Linked DNA regions of Lactuca sativa: region 2 is linked to region 1. The links are chromatin contacts, called in public Hi-C maps. All regions are on one chromosome and are shown on one strand. Each heading gives the region's core, a stretch centred on a gene start, on an enhancer-like site or on the middle of the called end of the contact. The rest is flanking DNA. Distances are from core to core; before and after follow the strand shown. Region 1 holds the start of LOC111882282. Region 2 holds the start of LOC111882299 (glutamate--glyoxylate aminotransferase 2).

Region 1 (6,130 bases), core at 1,608-4,107:
AAGCCAGGAATTGAAGAATTTAAACGGCTGCGGACCAAAGTCAATATGTTGTGTGATAAGAGTGACCGGACTATGGTCAGATAGCTCCCGAGGAAGAGCTGTTACAGCAGCTGATGGAAAGGAATTGAGGAAGTTATGGCACACCAAGAACCTATCTAATTTACTCAATTTAACCCCATCATGGAAGTATGTGAACTTTAGTCCACCCATGCTTAATTCATGTAATCCTGCTTCCTGTATGAAATTGTTAAAATCAATTGCAGTTCTCCGACAGTAAACTGAGTTAAGTCTCTCAGTTGGATTTCGCACCGCATTGAAATCACCAAATATTACCCATCTTCCAACCTTAGATCGAATGATATTGAGTAAGTCTGTCCAAAGTTTGACCTTGTCGCATGCTGCTTGAGGGGCATATATGTTGGCAAAGATTGTGTTTCCATCTTGACCCTTCCACCGTCCAATAACTATTAGGTAGTTCTTGGATTTTATAACCTCAGTTTGTTGGAATAAACAAGGGTTCCAAACACAAAGCAATCCTCCAGATCTTCCATTAGAATCGACACCTTCATACTCGAATTCATCCAGTTCCCAACATCCTTGAACATTTATTTTATTGAAATCACACATCCAGGTTTCCTGTATTCCGACGAAATTGATTTTGTGCATCTTCACAAGTTTCCTCACCCATCCGACTTTAGCCTCTTCCCCCATGCCCCTAATATTCAGACTTAAACAATTCATCGTTCACATATATTCTCCCCTGGTTCACCCATGACCTCGCAAAGAGCTGCATCGTTGGGGTTAATTTGAAAACCCACCGCAACACCCACTTCCGCCGTGGCTTCAAGCTCCTGGGAATGACTAGAGACATTGCAACTTTCCGAATCGATCCCATTGGAAGAGTGCGAGTATAGATTCCTGTTTAAATCGAGAGAGTTTGATGAGATCCGACTGGAGCCAACATTAGGTTGCGTAGACTCTTCGAATATAATTCCCCGATGCGTACTGGCTAGATTAAATGGGGGAGTTGACTTTTGTCCAAATCTTTTAGGTCTTTTTCTTTTCCTCCTGGCACCTGAACTATCCGTATGGGCTTCCCTTATATCTTCAGCTTGGGCCGAAAAGTTGATTGGGGCAATTGTGGTAGGGAATGGGCCAAAGCAACCCAAAGGGATTGTAGTAGGGAATGGATTCTCAGCCTGGGTCCCAATTGGCACTTCCTGAGATTTGCATGCGCCATTATTATGTTCATGTGATGCACCACAATTAGATTTTTTGGGGTTTTCCACGTGTTCCCATGCAGGCTCCTCGATTATAGGCGCATTGGTAATTTGAACCGTTGGAATACCAAAGGACGTATTCACATCTATTGGACCTACTGCCGCCTTTGCCGGTGTCGGAGTACTTCCGGCAGCAACATCTCTGATTTTATCGATTCCAGGTCTGAATTCTCCTTCCTCCGGTCCATCTACATCTTCATGCATCCATGTTTCTGAGACCGCCTCGTCTTCGTCCTCCCCACCCGTATCAAATGCATCATTACCATCGTCCACCTCCATTGTCTTGTCGAACAAGGCCGGAGAAAAGGGTGACCAATCATCTGTATATTCAACGACACCGAGATTGAATAATTCCTCGCCTGCGGATACCGTCACTTCTTCATTTATCCATTTTCTTCGTGATGTAATGATGCCAACCTTGCCCATGGAATAGTCCCTTCGAGCATAAATGTTGTCAAATGGACTGATGACCTTCCCAAATCTGCCTGCTATTGTAGAGAAAGTATCTTCATCCCAAAGCCTTAAGGGGAGTCCAACGATTTTAAGCCATGCTACTCTCTCGAATTTGACATCTTCTTGATCTCCAAAAACTAGCCATTTGAACCATTCATTCCATTTCCCTCTATCTTCTAGAAAGGCCTTGGCCTCTACCGAACTCCCGAAGTAAATGGCCAGGTTGAGACCCCCCAGATATTTAATATTATCCCCATTGACGACCGATGAGGGAATGTTTGCCATATGATCCAGGCTATATGTTTCACCGATTAGCACTTTCTTTTTAAGCCAGTGACCCATGACTGTGTTGACTTTTATCGTGATAGGTGGTGGAGGAGCCGCAGGTTGTTGGGTTGGTGGCCTGATTATAGGCTGAGCATGTTTTCCGCCAGCAGCAACCTGAGCGAAGGATCGATCATCTCTAAGCCCACCAACAGTGTGCTTGAATTGATATTGCCTGCGATTGGATGTTGTTTGCGCCTCTAAGGGATTGGTTGTCCTTCTCGGGTGCTTCGCAAGATTGACCTCCAAAGCTTTGTCTTTGCATTTGATCCCTTGTAATATCTCTTCAAGTGCTTTTGCATTCTTCACCTGTCTGAATCTTACAAAAGCGAAGTGTTTGCCGCTGCGATTCTTTTTGGTTGACATATAAACATCTACTACTTCTTCATGTCTTAGAAATGAGTATCTTATCTCCGCTATTCGCGCACCATCGGGGATGTTGGAGACGTAGAATGTGGTTACGTTGGCTGAGCTTACCGGTGGTTTCCTCCTTCTTCTTACTTCCGTCCATTCTCCCCCATTCCGGCTCCGGTGACCATCCATATTCTCCTCACAACTAGGCACCAGCAAAACTGGTAAACTTATTTCTTTTAATGATTTTGACTCCATACAATAATGGTTTTGACTTTTGAAAAATGGTTTTAGATGCAAATAACAAAATCCCATAGTTTGATGGCTAAAATAATATAATAATATTTTTATAAATTAATGCATTTAAATAAACAAATATTTAATGTTGCTTTATTCTTATCTTATGAAATTTATTTATTATCCAAGAGGCACAATTCCATATACAATATTCAATCTTTCCAGTTTCCACTTCCTTACGTTGATATATCCGCCTTTTTTTTTTCTCTGGTTTCAACTTTCAACTCATTTTCACGTTCATAAGTTCCGATTTCATGTATTCGTCTCCAAATTTCAAGCAAAGTTCCTAAGATCGCCATGAAATCCCTGCTCCACAACACAATCCCCTCAATCAACCGTTCGTCTGGAATCAAATCCTCATCGATTGAATCCAACAGTCGAGCGTATTTACAGTTTCCCCGAGCAAACGGTGCAAAATTTCTCTTATCCCGACAACAGAAACGCCAATTAACCGTCAATTCCGTGGTTGATTCAGCTTCAGTTGATCAGTACTATGGACTTACTGAATCAGATGCACGAAATCCTACATTGTCAACTTCGTTTCGGAGTCAGAGGGATAGGAAACCTAACCTGACGGTGTTAGAAGCTCAGACCAGGGTTTGTACAGGGCCAACACAAACCAAACCACTTACAGAAGCACAAGCTTTCAAAGTTTTAGATACTATACTACGATCTGGTAAAATATTTTCCGCTTACTCTTTGAGTGTGTTAGTTTCTATGATTAGATTATAAAGCTTGCTTAATTTCATGAACATTATATCTTTCAATTCTTGCGTTGTATCAGTTCAATTAAACTCAAATGAAGCGATTAGTCACTAGATGAGTAGATGCTAGCCCGTTTCCGGACACAGTTTCATTTTTGAGATCAAATGGTTTAATTTTTGACTTCAGATTGATGTTAGTTCTTCAGATTCAGATGCATTCATGACAACATAATCAATAAGATCCAAGTATTATAAAAAGAATATGGTGAATTTGATTGTAACCCTCCTAGTCATGAAACAAATTCAAATTTTAGGGTGTCCAATGAGTATTACAATACTTCCATGTTTGAATTTCTTTGAAGTTATCAAACTTGCCTGTTTGTCCACTTTCATCCATTAATCTCAAACTGAAATGGAGTTAGGAGTATTTAAGTGATTCATGTATTAACCTTATGCTTATGTCAGCAAAGGGAGACCTAAAAGATGAAGAACAGGTATCAAAAGCTCAACTAGGAGCCTTCTTTGCAGCCATGACAATTCGTGCAAATACATTTCCAGAAGCAACTCAATGGAGTGAAGGAGAAAGGCGTGCAATGGATGCATATTGGCCTCATTTAGTTCGAACCCTTCCTTCAGACATAATCTTTCTAGCTGATCCAGAAGGTTCCATAATGAGACTCGGGAGTTCCATTGGGCCACAATATGTTGGGAATGGGAGTCATGAAATGAGACTTGTGGGTGCCCTAAGGGAAGTTTTAGCAGGTGGGCATCTTGGGTATGAAGAGGTTCAAGGTGTTTTAAAAGATGTTCTTCCTTTATTGGAACATGACACTGTAAGTGAGTCTCTACTATCAGCATTCTTGATAGGTCAAAGAATGAACAGGGAGACAGATCGTGAGCTTAAAGCATACTGCCTTGCATTTGATGATGAGCTTGGTACTGATTAATAAAGTGGGTAATTGAAAGATTATATAAATTTAAATATTTTATGTTTAATGTTATTATTATTTTGATTAAATCTTTAGGTCCTGTTCCAGTAGCTGATGTTAGATCATTGACTCATTATGGTGAACCTTATGATGGAAACACACGTTTCTTTAGGAGCACACTCTTTGTTGCTGCTGTAAGATCTTGTTACAATGAAGCATCTCTTCTCCATGGTGTTGATTGGATGCCACCCAAGGTATTTTTTATTTTCTTGACTTTGTAATAATTTTAAACATTAACATTATGTGGATATAAGAGGTGTAATTTCGAATAAAAGTTTTCCATATAAAAAATCAATCATATTAATTGGCTTATCATGTGCACAGGGTGGCATAACTGAGGAGCAAATGCTAAAATTCATGGGAGCAAATACTTGTATAACACCATTGCAAGCTAAAACGCTTCTTGAGGTCTTTATTATTGTTATTTTTACATTTTATTTTCAATTCCATTGTTTCTCTGTTTCTGTATTTATGTTACTTTTAAAATTTTGTCTCTTCAGGATGAAGCAGTTGGCTTTGCTTATGTGAGTCAACGTGAAGCTCGCCCCTCTTTGTAAGCAGACATAAAAAATATATATTTTAAATTCAATGAATGAAGAAAAAAACCAGAATCCAGTGAATTCAATTCCAATGCAACAATAAAAATCATTTTTGGTCCCTGTACTTGGCTGTATTTTAATCTTTGGTCCATAAAGGAATCTTTTTTTTCACTTTCAGTCCCTATGTCATTGTTTCATATTGTTTTTGGTCCCTTAGTCATCAAATGTAACAACTTTTTTTTTTTTTTTTTTTTTTTTTTTTTTTTGAAAATGATCATTTTGCCCTTGTTTTACATTTTTTATTCAATGCCAATGCAATATATATATAGCAAGATTGCATCATGTTATATGAATAAGAGTACACATCTTTGGTCCCTATGCTAACTTGTTATTTTTTTTTTCATTTTGGCCCATATAACTGTTACATTTGTGAAAATGACCATTTTGCCCTTTTCTCTTTCATCTCCTGACTCTCGATTTATACATTTGTTCAGATATTCGCTGATTGAAATGAGGGAACATATAAAGAAACGTCCACCACTGGCAACAACCGAAAAGGTTCAGCAATTTGTGAGGGTAAGTTTTCATTTTCATTTTCATTTAAAATCATGTGGATCCCTTATATTATATAACACCTTTTTTTTTTTTTAAATATATTACAGGCTACAGGTAAAGAAGCAATGGTTGCAGGATTCTACCATGAAGGTTATGAAGAACCACTTTTAATGCTAATGAGACGAAGAGGTGTTCATGCTGGTTTGGTGGTGAAGGTATGTATGATTTTAAAAAAGAAATATTTAAAAAAAAAGTTATTAAGTTTAATTTAAAAATGTAGGGGGAAGAAGGAGCGCTTTCAATGACAATGAAAATGCGATCGATTAATGCATCAAAAGGGCTTCCTGTCAACTACTGTTCGGGTTTTCGTTCACTCAACACCCCACCACATTATGATGTGGATGGTAACTACATAAAATTATTATTATTATTTATTATTATTATGTCTTATTTAATGATATTTTAATTTTGACAGGAGTGTCACGTGAGAGTTTTTCGTTAATAGTGGATGCAAATGAATATGGTTTCGAACCCTCGGAAACTCCAAGAACAGATAGATCTGTAAGAATTTCATCTCTTGATTTTAACTATTTGGTTGACATGATAAGGAATAATGAATTTTTTTTTTTTTAGGTTTC
Region 2 (6,130 bases), core at 1,467-3,966, 180 kb after region 1:
GCATACATCACACACCTTATTCTTTCTCAAAACTCTTTATTTTAAATTTTAGAAAAACTATTTTCTCGTAAAAATCTTTCAAACCCTCTATTTGAGTCCGAACACCCCTGAAGGTGTGTCCGAATCCCTCAAACCAAGGCTCCGATACCAACTTGCAACATCCCAAAATTCAAGACCAAAAATTTCATTTTTGATATAACGATTCATAAAACAATTTATAAGAAAACATCATCAAGTTAATTCATTTCATTAAAACCAAAGATTACATGTCTCAAAACCCATATCATAAAATAGTAAAAATGTCGGAGTACAATCACAAGAATCTCATGTGCGGAAAATCATGTGTGTGATGCGCTGCAACCGTGCCGGCTCCTTTCCCTTCGACGAAGAAGGACCTGAAACAAAAACTGAAAACCGTAAGCACAAAGCTTAGTGAGTTCCCTCATCATACCACATACCATATAATCACATAATGCCTAACATATGTGGGTGTTGGCCTGTCCTTCAGTCTATTTCAACCGGTAACTGCCTAGCATATCTGGGTGTTGGCCTCCCCTTCGGTCCCTTTCAACGGGTAACTGCCTAGCATATCTGGGTGCTGGCCTCCCCTTCAGTCTCTTTCAACCGGTAACCGGGGACTATTTCACCCCTACCACTACCACATAATAACATAACATACTAGCACATAAATCATATCATATAGTGGCATACCAAACAATTATCACAAAGACAATCATCTCATCTATAATCACCTACTAATGGGCCGACATTGGTGCCTTAGATCATACTCCTACTGGAAGGTAACTCACCTCAATATCGTGAAGTAGCTGAACTGTCCTCGGTGTTGGGATCAACTCCTTTCAAACTCCATCACATAACAATCTCCTTTAATTACCCTCCCATACCCATAAACCCTATTAGGGTCATCTCTGGTCAAAGTCAAAATCAAGTCAACACCCCTGGTCAAAGTCAAAGTCAACCTCTGGTTGACTCAACTCGCTGATTTGGTCCATTAACTCGTCGAGTTCCTTGATTCATAGAATCTCGAACTCACGATCTAACTCGGCGAGTTACCCTCTAACTCGCCGAGTTCTTCCTTATGACAGTATCAAGACTTTTCGTTTGAACTCGTCGAGTCCTTCCTTGGACTCGTCAAGTTCTAGAACAAATAGTTAAATAAAAGAATTTATGACATGCACATTTACGATCCCAGACCGGTCTTGGATCGGTCTCGAAACGGCCTGGTCTTCCGGTCTTTTTTCAGACGGTCTTGTTCGGTCTTTTTTCAATCCGGTCTTTTTTGGACCGGTCTTTTTTCTGGATCGGTCTTTTTCGGTCCCGTCTCTCGGTCTTTCTGTACGCCTTTTTCGGTTCGATTTACGTGTTTTTTTGTTCGATTTCTGTATTTTTCGATTCCTTTGTTTTGGTTTCGAGGTTTTCCCATTACTGAATATGAGATTATCACAAAAATAATAAATTAAGATTTATTAAAAATGATAGTTTAAATTTAATAAAAGAAAAATGAAATAAATTAGATAGTTTGTGATTAAAAATTGTATGATTAATACATAAATTATATATTTATAAAGTTTGGTTACAAGTCTATTTTTCCAGACCGGTCTCAAACCGGTCTGGTCTTTTTTAGGATCAGTCTCTGAACGGTCTCGTCGTTTTCGGACCGATCCGGGACGGTCTCAAGCTGGTCTTTTTTCGATCCGATCTCGCTTTTTGGGTCCGGTCTGAGACCGGTCTTTTTGTGCAGATTATTTTATGTAGTAATTAATAAAATATGCTTTAGTTCCATTTTAGCCTTGGGCTTGTATTAATTGTTGGGCCAATAAAAAGCTTGCGAATGTCTTGTCCAAAGAAGTGTTAAGGAAAGAATTAACCAACCAAGAATTCAATGAATAGTTTTCAAACAATAATCTTTTCCACCTGAGACCAAAACCAGCCCCCTTTCTTTATGTGAATTTTATATGACCAAGGCAAAAGAAAAAAAAAAAAGAATGAGTCTTTGATCAAAATGAGATCTTAACAATCACTCGAATTGGTTTGTGTGGATACATTATAGATATAATCTGCATAAATTATGATCTCATACGCATCAAATGTATATGCTTTTGCACTCTATATGGTTGTTTTTGTTGGTAAAATCTTCTCTAATTGGATCCATGGTTTGGGGTTGATAATAATTTTTGATTAAGCCCCAATACTTAGACTCTAATTTCATAATATTATTACTTCCAATTAGTTGCATTAAGCCCAAATACTTAGACCCTATTTCCTCCTTTGATAATCATATATCAATGATGACCCATAGACATCTATTGTATTCTAAAAAAGTTTCATAATATTTTTCATTTAATATTAAAAGTTAAAATATTTACTTTGACTAGTTTAAAACAAAGTTATATGTAAGCTTATTTCGTAACTGTTTTTTAGACCCAATTTACAATTCAAACCGGTTATAAGAAGCCATAGTTTTAGGTTTAATTGGTTATCAACTTATCATAAATGGTTATCACATGTTTTGGCAATATCTACCATTATTGGATTGGGATGATTTTTTCCTCTAGAAGAAGAGGTGAGGTTACGACAATGGAGATGGTCAATCAATATGAACCAGAAATTCGAAGTTTCAACTACCACCACACTAGTACCACTCAACTTTATCCCAAAACAAACCCTGATAATTTCCACAAAATCTACCCGGTTTCAGTGGCTCTCAATGTTCCCTTTACTATATTTTGTCACATCCTCACACTTGCCACCTCCACCCCCTCTCACCCTTTTTCTACACTACAAGCGGTGACTCACACACTTCTCCCCATTGTTCCAATTTCTCTGCTTGCTCTCTCAAAAGGGTTCAAGCAGATAGTCCGTTACAACCCTAGTTCATCACGTATACCAGCTCCACTGCACCAACGAAGGTACCATTTGCTTCTAATTGATGATCTGTTTGAAATCAGAAGGGGTGAACTATTTTGTCTTGTAGTATGCTACTTTTCGATTTTGTTTGGTTAATGGTTTTGGGGTTTGTCGATTTAGGAATTCATGTTGTATTTGCCGTTGAATGTGTTCATCTTCATTTCGTCATTCTTCTTTATTTATTTATTTTTTGATGCATGAATCTTGTCTTCTTCTGCTACGACTTTGATACATTAACTTCATGTTTCCGATCGATTAAGAGAATCCTTTGTTTTGTTGTTTGGGACTTGAATTCGACCATAATCATATTTCAAATTGAGCTAAATGAATTCTGATCATCCTCTTGATTCGCATACCCAATACACTTCGTATATGAAGTCAAACATATTAGTTTTCAAATACAAAGATTGATATAGATTTTTTTGCAAGCATGCCAGTTTCTACTTGTAGTTCTCGTTCTACACTATACTATGTTCTAGTTATCTTTTTTCTTTTCATCTTTGTTCCGACTTCTGAATTGCTGATTGTATTCATGTGATTATGTTAACAATTTCAGGCTACTACTGATTTATAATCACTGGTGATTGAAGCACTAACCATGTCAAAAAAATCGTTGGACTATGACCAAATTAATGAGAATGTCAAGAAGGCCCAGTATGCTGTGAGGGGTGAGCTGTATCTTCGTGCTTCAGAGCTTCAAAAAGAGGGCAAGAAGGTAATTCTTGAGTGAATGGTATTCATTTGGAATTAATAACATGTAAATTCCACATGGTAACTTATAATCTTACTATATCTTCAGTTCTAGGTTCTATTTGAGAAAAAACAGAACATAGTTTTTTTACAAATAATAAAAATTTCAATAGTATATCTGAATCTTTCTTACATCACATGTGGGACTTAATCAAAATAAACAATAGGATGTTATAGAGAAGGACAAACTAACATGACTATTACATGTATGCATTGTGGTAAATGATGTGGAAAGAAAATATAAACCATTAAATCAATTAAGATTTAAAACCATTAAGAAGCTTTATGCTTTATGTGAAGTGTGTGTTATTGTTTAATGTGTGATAAAGACAAAGAGTTGAATTGGGACCCATACCTAAACAAGATTGACATAAATACCCTTTATCTAACATCTGTCATGGCTGAAAACTTTTAACTTTTCCCTTACAGATAATCTTCACAAATGTGGGGAATCCTCATGCTTTGGGACAGAAGCCTCTAACATTCCCTCGCCAGGTTTGTACTAATTAAACATAAATTGACATAAATACCCTTTATCTAACCAACCAAACATATACATTTTGTTCCAGGTGGTTGCCCTTTGCCAGGCTCCATTTCTTCTTGATGATCCAAATGTAGGACTTCTGTTCCCAGCTGATGCAATTGCAAAAGCTAAACTGTATCTTTCTTATACTTCAGGGGGTCTAGGTATTTTTTTTTCCAAATATACCCTTTTAATTTAAGTCAAAGTCTTTACTATTTTTCATTCTTTTTCTTTGGAGTAACATTGTGTTATTGATTCTTTAGGTGCTTATAGTGATTCCCGTGGTCTTCCTGGAATAAGGAAAGAAGTTGCTGAATTCATTGAGAGACGTGATGGGTATCCAAGGTCATAATCGTAAATTTTACCCTGATGTTTTTGTCTTTTTCACATATTTAATCCCTGAAGTAACATTTTATTTTTTTTAATTGATGACAGTGATCCAGAACTCATATATCTCACTGATGGTGCCAGTAAAGGAGTAATGCAGATTTTGCAAACAGTTATTCGTGGTCCAGGTGATGGGGTATGTTGTCTTTTTACCTTCACTATACTTTCATTGTCTCAATATTTTTTTTTTCAAAACTTAAAAAAAAAAAAAGAAACTCTTTTGTTTTTCTTTCACAATAATCGCCACAAGTTTGTGTTCAAGAATCACAAGTTACATTGATTAAACATCATTCTTGCATAATTAGATTATTCATTTTATAATTTTATAATTTTTTTATTATAGATTTTGGTTCCAGTCCCTCAGTATCCACTGTACTCAGCTGCCATATCTCTGTATGGTGGATCTCTTGTTCCATATTTTCTTGAAGAGACTGCTAATTGGGGTCTTGATATCCACAACCTTCGCCAATCAGTTGCAGAAGCCCGTTTCAAAGGAATAACTGTATGCATGCATGTTTTTTAGGTTTTTAATTTTTATTTTTATTTAAAAAAATAAATAAATAATTATGATTATGAATATGGATAGGTAAGGGCAATGGTGATTATAAACCCTGGAAACCCAACTGGACAATGTCTTAGTGTGGACAACCTGCAACAAATACTCAGATTTTGTCACCAAGAAAGCTTGGTTTTGCTTGGAGATGAAGTTTATCAGCAGAATGTTTATCAAGATGCACGTCCATTTATAAGCTCTAGAAAGGTATATTCATTTATCAGGAGAGGGCATTTTCGTCTATCTACAAGATTTTAGTCATGTTATTTTTTTTTTTTTTTGTGTGATTTGAATTGAAGGTATTGTTTGACATGGGTGGAGCAATTAGCAAGGAGCTAGAGCTTATTTCTTTCCACACTGTGTCCAAAGGTTTCTTAGGTGAATGTGGACAACGTGGTGGATACTTTGAGATGACAAACATCCCTCCCCAGGTTTATATTTTTTTAATTATTTCAAGGGACATAAATGTAATTTTCATCACTCAACTTTCCAATGTGTTTGATCCGTATGAGTTTGTATTCAAATGTACCATTCTACCCTTACCAACAATTACAAAACTCCCAATCCCGAACCCTCATTTTGAAATTTAAAAAACAAATTCAATTTACGTTATTAGCCCTTAAATTTCTTAGTTTTTTCCATTAATACCCCTGATAAAGTGTTGCATATAATATGATGTTGCAGACAGTTGATGAAATATACAAGGTTGCATCGATTTCACTCAGTCCCAATGTTCCTGGGCAGATATTTGTAAGTTGAATCATTTTTATTTATTTTTGATTATTTTTTAATTCCCAGAATTTAATTATATTTGATTTTGTAATAGATGGGGACAATGGTGAGCCCCCCAAAGCCTGGTGATATCTCGTATGAGCAGTTTCTTAGAGAGAGGTAAAATTACCTAATTGTCCATTTTCAAATTTTCATCATTCACAAACTGTTGTTGTTGTGGAGGGGTATTTTAGACATTCTGTTGGTAAATAAATGCA

The links. Hi-C and Micro-C count contacts between places; a contact is called where the count stands out from the background.
Region 2: a Hi-C map of leaf shows a contact between it and region 1, with 9 times the contacts expected there. The contact joins the promoter of LOC111882299 here to the promoter of LOC111882282 in region 1. A contact is called at or near these places in 2 of 4 Hi-C or Micro-C datasets (leaf and seed).

What each region holds. Positions count from the first base shown.
Region 1 is chr8:284,273,330-284,279,459 of Lsat_Salinas_v11, forward strand. LOC111882282 reads left to right here and starts at 2,858. Exons shown (of 10, transcript XM_023878633.3): 1 at 2,858-3,381; 2 at 3,875-4,345; 3 at 4,435-4,592; 4 at 4,723-4,806; 5 at 4,899-4,951; 6 at 5,432-5,513; 7 at 5,600-5,707; 8 at 5,773-5,896; 9 at 5,968-6,053; 10 at 6,126-6,130. The coding sequence starts at 3,003.
Region 2 is chr8:284,448,706-284,454,835 of Lsat_Salinas_v11, forward strand. LOC111882299 (glutamate--glyoxylate aminotransferase 2) reads left to right here and starts at 2,717. Exons shown (of 14, transcript XM_023878656.3): 1 at 2,717-2,930; 2 at 3,485-3,643; 3 at 4,108-4,173; 4 at 4,248-4,365; 5 at 4,465-4,546; 6 at 4,637-4,724; 7 at 4,932-5,090; 8 at 5,175-5,348; 9 at 5,441-5,572; 10 at 5,826-5,891; 11 at 5,968-6,032. The coding sequence starts at 3,527.